2 separate regions of the Mus musculus genome follow, and region 1 is linked to region 2. Evidence: chromatin contacts called from public Micro-C data. All regions are on one chromosome and are shown on one strand. Each heading gives the region's core, a stretch centred on a gene start, on an enhancer-like site or on the middle of the called end of the contact. The rest is flanking DNA. Distances are from core to core; before and after follow the strand shown. Region 1 has its middle 99 kb from the start of Gm38773. Region 2 has its middle 31 kb from the start of Gm38773.

The links. Hi-C and Micro-C count contacts between places; a contact is called where the count stands out from the background.
Region 1: a Micro-C map of macrophages shows a contact between it and region 2, with 2.8 times the contacts expected there. The contact joins two enhancer-like sites. A contact is called at or near these places in 4 of 484 Hi-C or Micro-C datasets (B cells, the HPC-7 cell line, embryonic stem cells and 1 more) and 2 of 115 datasets of contacts at active chromatin or transcription factors (bone marrow-derived dendritic cells and embryonic stem cells).

What each region holds. Positions count from the first base shown.
Region 1 is chr6:22,489,264-22,492,564 of GRCm38.p6, reverse strand. No RefSeq gene overlaps it. Among named protein-coding and RNA genes, the nearest start is that of Gm38773, 99 kb to the right of the region's middle. Within about 2 kb of position 1,609, at least 7 of the 459 cell types and tissues checked have an H3K27ac peak or open chromatin away from gene starts, as enhancers often do. A contact at or near this core is called in macrophages, where this site is marked.
Region 2 is chr6:22,421,756-22,425,039 of GRCm38.p6, reverse strand. No RefSeq gene overlaps it. Among named protein-coding and RNA genes, the nearest start is that of Gm38773, 31 kb to the right of the region's middle. Within about 2 kb of position 1,254, at least 90 of the 459 cell types and tissues checked have an H3K27ac peak or open chromatin away from gene starts, as enhancers often do. A contact at or near this core is called in macrophages, where this site is marked.

The DNA of each region.
Region 1 (3,301 bases), core at 360-2,859, 67 kb before region 2:
TTCCCGATTAGATCCGATGCCCTCTTCACAGAAGGGAATGCATACCTTATATGGTAGACTTACTTGGTCAAAAGCCTATGGTTAGAGAGATGGTAGACAGACCCTATCAGGGGGGGCCTACTAATGTTTTTCCTGAACAAATGTCATTAAAATGCCTTCTAAATATTTATGATGACACCCTTAGACTAGTGCAGCTTTCAGCCTTGGCCAGAGAAGCGCCTTTTGACAGTGGGACATGCACACATACAAGTAAATATATAAACGTCATTAAACATTTTTATATAACTGAAAAACAAAGGGGGAAATAATTGGATTGATTCTTATTATCAATTCTAGAATCAAGCAATAGCTTGCTCGGTCTATAAAGTAGTGTTAGTGTGAGATAAAACGGCAGGCTTGGCACTATTGGAAGAAAGAGGTAGGAAGAGAACCAGGAGAGTCAAAACTGGTTTTGTTGTCTCAGAGCACTTTCCTTATAAGACTGAAACTTCATCTGAGCAATGGTGGCACATCTTTAATCCCAGCACTCAAGAAGCTGGGGAAGGTGGATCTCTGTGAGTTCAAGGTCAGCCCAGTCTACAGAGTGTGTTCCGTACACACACACACACACACACACACACACAGAGAGTGAAAGAGGTAATATATACACACACATATATCTTCAATTTCCTTACTTAAAAGTATTTTATTACATATTACCTCTTTCACTCTGTGTGTGTGTGTGTGTGTGTGTGTGTGTGTGTGTGTGTGTGTGCATACACATCCACATGTCTCACAAACACCACAGGCCCAGCATACATGAGAATGTCAGAAGACAACCTGTGAGATCCATTTTCTCCTTCCAGTCTGTGAGCCCCAGGACTGGACAAGGGTGGGCGGAAACCTCCTTATGTACTGAGAGTTCTTTCCAACCTCAGCATGCTTATTGTGTTGATTCGGGTTCACTCAAACTCTAAGCTTAAAGGACTGGACACTTTCAATATGTTTTACTTTGATAGAGTACACTTAACAAACGTGACCATTCTGGCTTGCCCTCTTCTGAAAAGGCTTATATAGGAGGTGATTCAAAATAAAATAAAAATAAATAAATAAGAAATGCCTCTGTGAACTTTGTTAATGATTCTCCTGAGAGGTAGTGACGAGGGCCTATTGTGTGAGAGCTAAAGACCAGGCATCTTTAAATATGGTGGCTTAGGCTAGGCATGGTGGCACATGCCTATAGTCCCAAGAATCTTGAGTTCTATGGTAGCGTTTGTGGGGGCCTTCACATCAAAGGACTGAATTAACAAATCAAAATTGGACTCTGACGGTGTTCGGCCCTGTGGGTGCAAGCCTCAATGGATACTTTATCATGGAGGACGTCCAACTGAGCCTCTTACAGTTCAGTGGATGATCTTGAGGATGTTGCTGAGCCTCGGTGGCTCTTTTGTTGAGAGCATGCAAAAGCAGGGTGCTGCAAATGGATGGTGGAGTGTGTGTGGGTGTGTGTGTGTGCGTGTGTGTGGTGTGTTTATGGCTATGACAGTGGCTTGCCCCAGGATCAATCCAGTCCATGTTTGGGTTTCAGTGACGATGAGTCAGTCCTGTAAGCTTGTAGTCGGTCAGCTGCATTTTGCTTCCAGGATTGCTTCATAGCATATCTCTGGGGGTGAAAGGTCATCCACAAGCAACCTAGAGACCGTGGGAGTTCTTTGGGTACTCATAGTTTTGTTTTCAGTGACCACAAACAACAAAGAGGGAGAAACTTGGAAACATTGATTGATTCAGAAGAAAATTGGAAAAACCGAAAATTTGTTAAGGTTGGCAAGCTCGGTCTCGATAAGAAGGTCACATCTAATCACAAGGGACAAAATTAGTTTTCCAATAATGGGGAAATAAATCAAAATGAAATCTCAACCAAACACACGTCAGTTTCCTTATCTATGAGTTAAATGTAATTTACAAAAGGGGACAAAGTAGGTCAAAAGGCAAGGGAACTGTTCTCTAAATCTGATTGTCCAAACACGTCTGCTCTAATGTTCTATTGAAATTAACATTATCTCCTACATGCCATGTTTTGATTGAGGATAACATCAAAACTATTCTTGATTATAAAATAATCTGGTCTCTGTTTTATTGGATTTGCCCTGGTTCTCTGCACAGTATAGAAAAAAATGGGAGCTTACTGCATCTTTAATAAGCTTGTTTTGCAGAAAGCTGTCCTTGGATACTCTAGGTCGGGCTGTCATATACCCCTTGTGACAGGTAACCAAATCGTAGGTCCATCACCAGATAGATCTATCCTTTTCTTAAGATCCCCAAATGTCCGGAGGTTCAGGGAACTACCAAAAAGTAGCCTTTCTAATTCAACTTGAAGGCCAACGAAGCACCTACGGGCCCTAAAACCAAGGGTTTCAGAACAGTTTTTCCAAACGGAATTCATAAGCATCCCAACTCGGCAGACACAGTCTTAGGTACATAAGCAAGGCTTCCAACTATGTCTTGTCAGTAACAAAGAGAGCAGTCCTTGAATCTACTAAGTGTGTAGCTTTGATGTCCTAAGAACAAAATAAATTAATAAAAGTTAGATACACTGTATTTCTCTATACAAAATGCAATGCATTAAGTTGCTATAGAGTATAGTTTATTAAGGCTCCTTAGAGCCAGAGCATAGAACTGGGGAGAATGGGCAAGATTTTAACCAAATTATTGTCCATTCATTTATACACTTCTATGTAACTGTTTTTCCTCTTAGTCTTGGGGTAGCAATTTCATGAATCCATTTTGTTTTAAAACTCTGAAACTCCTGACTCAGTCCACTGGCATGGCCTCAGTGTTGCTTCGGCAATGCCATCAGAAGCTGCACCCAAGCGTACCTGCCCAGCACCGTCCTCTCCTGTGGGCTCCTTGACTGATCATGATGCACTCCGCCAGTAGCTGATTGTAGTGGTTTCAAGCTGGCATCACAGCCCGACAAAAAGAGTTCCAAAGAAGGCTAACACTTCAAATGTATATGAGATAGTTGCTGATGATTCTCAAAACTCGGAGGTCTGAAAGAGGTAACACTATTATCCCAAAGAAGCGCTGTTGGCAAGGAAGTTTAGTTGTTTCTATAACATGAAGATTAATGGCAATAGGAAAATGTAGAGACAAAAGACAGATACTGTAAAAGCTACTGTTATTTTCAAAACTACATATTTCATATAATTTATAAAGGTTGTTTTTACTTAGAAAAAAAGTCATCAAATAATCCTGGTATGTAATATACTGTTAATAATTAAACACTCACTGAGAATATTAATAACTACAGTCTTCATGCTGT
Region 2 (3,284 bases), core at 5-2,504:
TTACTGGAAGGATTGGTGGTAAGTGGATTTTGAGTTACCTGGTTGGGGGTAGAGAAGAGGGAGGAGTGAGAAAAGACCAAAGAGGGAGAAAAAAAAAGAAAAGATAAGACAAAACAGGTGAGGAGGAGGAAGCCACGGTGAGGGGAGAGGAACTGTGAGCACAAGGCCAGGAAAAACAAGTATCAGGGGTCCACTGCTGAGAGGTGGCCAGGCCAACAGCTAGAAAACCAGATTTAGGATTATCTCCCCCCAGTAATTGACAAAGCCAAATAAAATAACCATAGTCTGAGTCTCATTTATTTGTAGGCTAGGTGGGGATAAGCTTAAATTGGCTATACTAATAGGAGTGCGAGGATAACAGACTTGGGTTACAGCATCCAGCTCTTCATGGTTTCTGAGCATCTGAGCTCAGGTGATCAAGCTTACTCGGTGAGCGATTTTATCTCCTGAACCCTCTCCCTAGACTTAGGCGTTGACTAGAAAGGGGGAACTTCTGCTAAATACACCTAAGTTTTAGGAGACTTCTGAGATACTTTATAAGTAGTTTAGGCTGTCAGTCTATAGCTCAGAAGAGACTTCTAGATCGGGTATATATCGTGTTAGAATCATTGTTCTACATGTGGTAACCAGAACGGAAAGAAGCTACAGAACCACAAAACATACAGTAACAGAAAGAGCAACAGCAGGAAACAGTGCTGAGGGTGGAGCCATCTTCTCAGCTCTCCGACATCATGGAGGAGTCCTTAGAACAGTGAACGGGGGTGTTTGGAACAGGAGTCAACTAGAAAAGATTTGAAGGACTGAAAGCAAGGTGCTAAGGGGGGTGGGGGTGGGGAACGACATGACTCTTTCCACCCTGCTAAATGAACTCTTCTTTCTACTGGCCTGAAGGGTGAATTCTTTCACTGGCTTCCCTATTCCCCATTGCAAATTTTATCTATTTTTCTATTAGTATCAACATGAGCAATCTATGTGCTACAGGGCAAACACACACTGTACTTTCTCTTATTTAATCTCCACTTGGGGACAATTCTTTACTAAGAACACAAGTTCAAGACTGACACAATGTTATTAGTTTGATGGACATGTTAAATTTACAAAGTACATTGATGACGTTAACAGATCTTGGCACAGTCAACTTAAAACTATAAAGTTATAAAATAGCAGGGACCTCAATAACATTATCTCAAGAGTGGTGTGTCTGTAATGAGTACACTATAGTAATCAGCTGTTACGTATCCAACAGCCGGGTTCCTGTCACAGTTTTCAGGGTGGATTGATAATTCATTCGGTTGCCAGTCTGTGTGTACAGGGAAATGAAAACTGTGAGGAAACTTGTGGTTAGACAGCTGCTTCTGGCAAAAATGGGGGGTGGGGGGGTGGGAGGTGGGCGGAGTTAAAAATTAAACAATAAGGAAAAAGAAAAAGACAAGAAAAGAAACCAAGGTGAAAGAAAGGGGAAGTGGGGGGAGGGAGGAACAAAGGGAAGAAGGGAAGTAGAAAAGACTGGCTCTAATTGAAGAGTTTTGTAGGAGACAGACAGACAGACACACAGACAGACGAGACAGATGGGAGCTCACACACATGTGTGCCTCCCCACAGATACACACATACACATAAACATAGAATTCCATTGGGAGTTTTGTGAGAGACAGACAGACACAGATACACACAGAAAGAGAGAGAGAGAGAGATAAAGAGAGAGAGAATTCTGTGGAAATCTCATACTGATAAGAATACTAGGCAAAGCCTCTCAGGAACTGTTTACACTGGCTGTCCTGGGACTTGATCTTTGATCCGTAGGCCAGGCTGACTTTGAACTCAGAGATCTGAAGGCCTCTGCCTTGCAAGTGCTGGGATTGAAGGTGGGCACCACCACAGCTAACTCTATGCTTTCCTTTAGTCCTTTCACCAGCTGGATGCTTAGCTGGACGGGGTCTTGCTCTGAGGTCACCGCTCCTTTTACTCCTCTTAGCATCAGGCTTTTTCTTTAATCTACGCCCTTTTTCTCTTCCAACTGGACATTTTATGTTTCCTTGTTCAGCTTGCTCCTTTTTACTATAGATCTGCATGAGACTGGCTACTAAAGACCACTCTATACAGTAAAAGATAGACTGTTTTGAAATCTCCTCTACCTATGTCATTAATCCAAAAACTCTTCAACTTAGCCTTGGGCAGATTTTTTGGACTAGGGCAGAAAGCAGCCACATCCTTCCAAATATCTAAAATATCAGAAAACATCAAAATAGCCAAATCATCACAAGATCAGTCTTTAGGCTACATAGCAATATTATTCTCACCTGAAACCTCTTGACCCAGATCCCCCACACTTCAGATCACCCTCAGCACCACTGTCCTCCAAGCTCATTAAGCCCCACTTAAAATGTTCAACTGCTTTTCTAGCCCAAAATCCCAAATTGTTCCATATTCCTCAAAAGAAAAGCATGGTCCAGCCTATCACAGCAATACCTGAGTCCTGACACCAACTTCTGTCTTAGGGTTTGGGTTTTTAATGTTGTGAAGAGACACCGTGACCACAACAACTCTTATAAAGTAAGGAATTTAACTTGGGCTGGCTTACAGTTCAGAGGTTTTGTCCATTGTTATCATGGTAAGAAGCATGGTAGCATACAAGCAGGCATGGTGCTGGAGAGGTAGCTGAGAGTTCGACATCTGGACTGGCAGGCAGAAGGAAAAGAGAGTGACACTTGGCTTGTTTTGGGCTTCTGAAACCTCAGCGTTCATCCCCAGTGGCACACTACCTCCAACAAGGCTACACATACTTGAAGAAGGCCACATCATCCAATAGCGACACTTCCTGTGAGCCTATGGGAGCTATTTTCATTCAAACCATCACACAGGGTCTTCTTGAATTGCTGGCTCTGAACTTTAATTCTTCTTCTGATACTAAAGCAAGCACTACCACACTTACCTTGGGAAAGTTTATATATATATTTTTTGTTTTTAGGGGTAGTTCATTGTTCATCTCCATGTTCTGTTATGTTAATTTCTGTGAGTCTATTAGTAAGTTTATCAGTCAGTCAAACATACTGTTTCCCTTCTTTCTGACTGTTCTCTGAAGGTATTGGTCCTCATATGTACATACCCCCTCAGAGACCTACATGGAAACATGATTGAAACACTAATAAAATAAACATTTTAAAAAAGCATGACTGAACACCCTGTGTGCATATGTGCATGGGTAACGCTTGTGAACTGCAGAATGGCTCAGAGGGACAGTCAGGGGTGAGTGTGGATTTTCTTTGGGTGACTCACAATGTTTG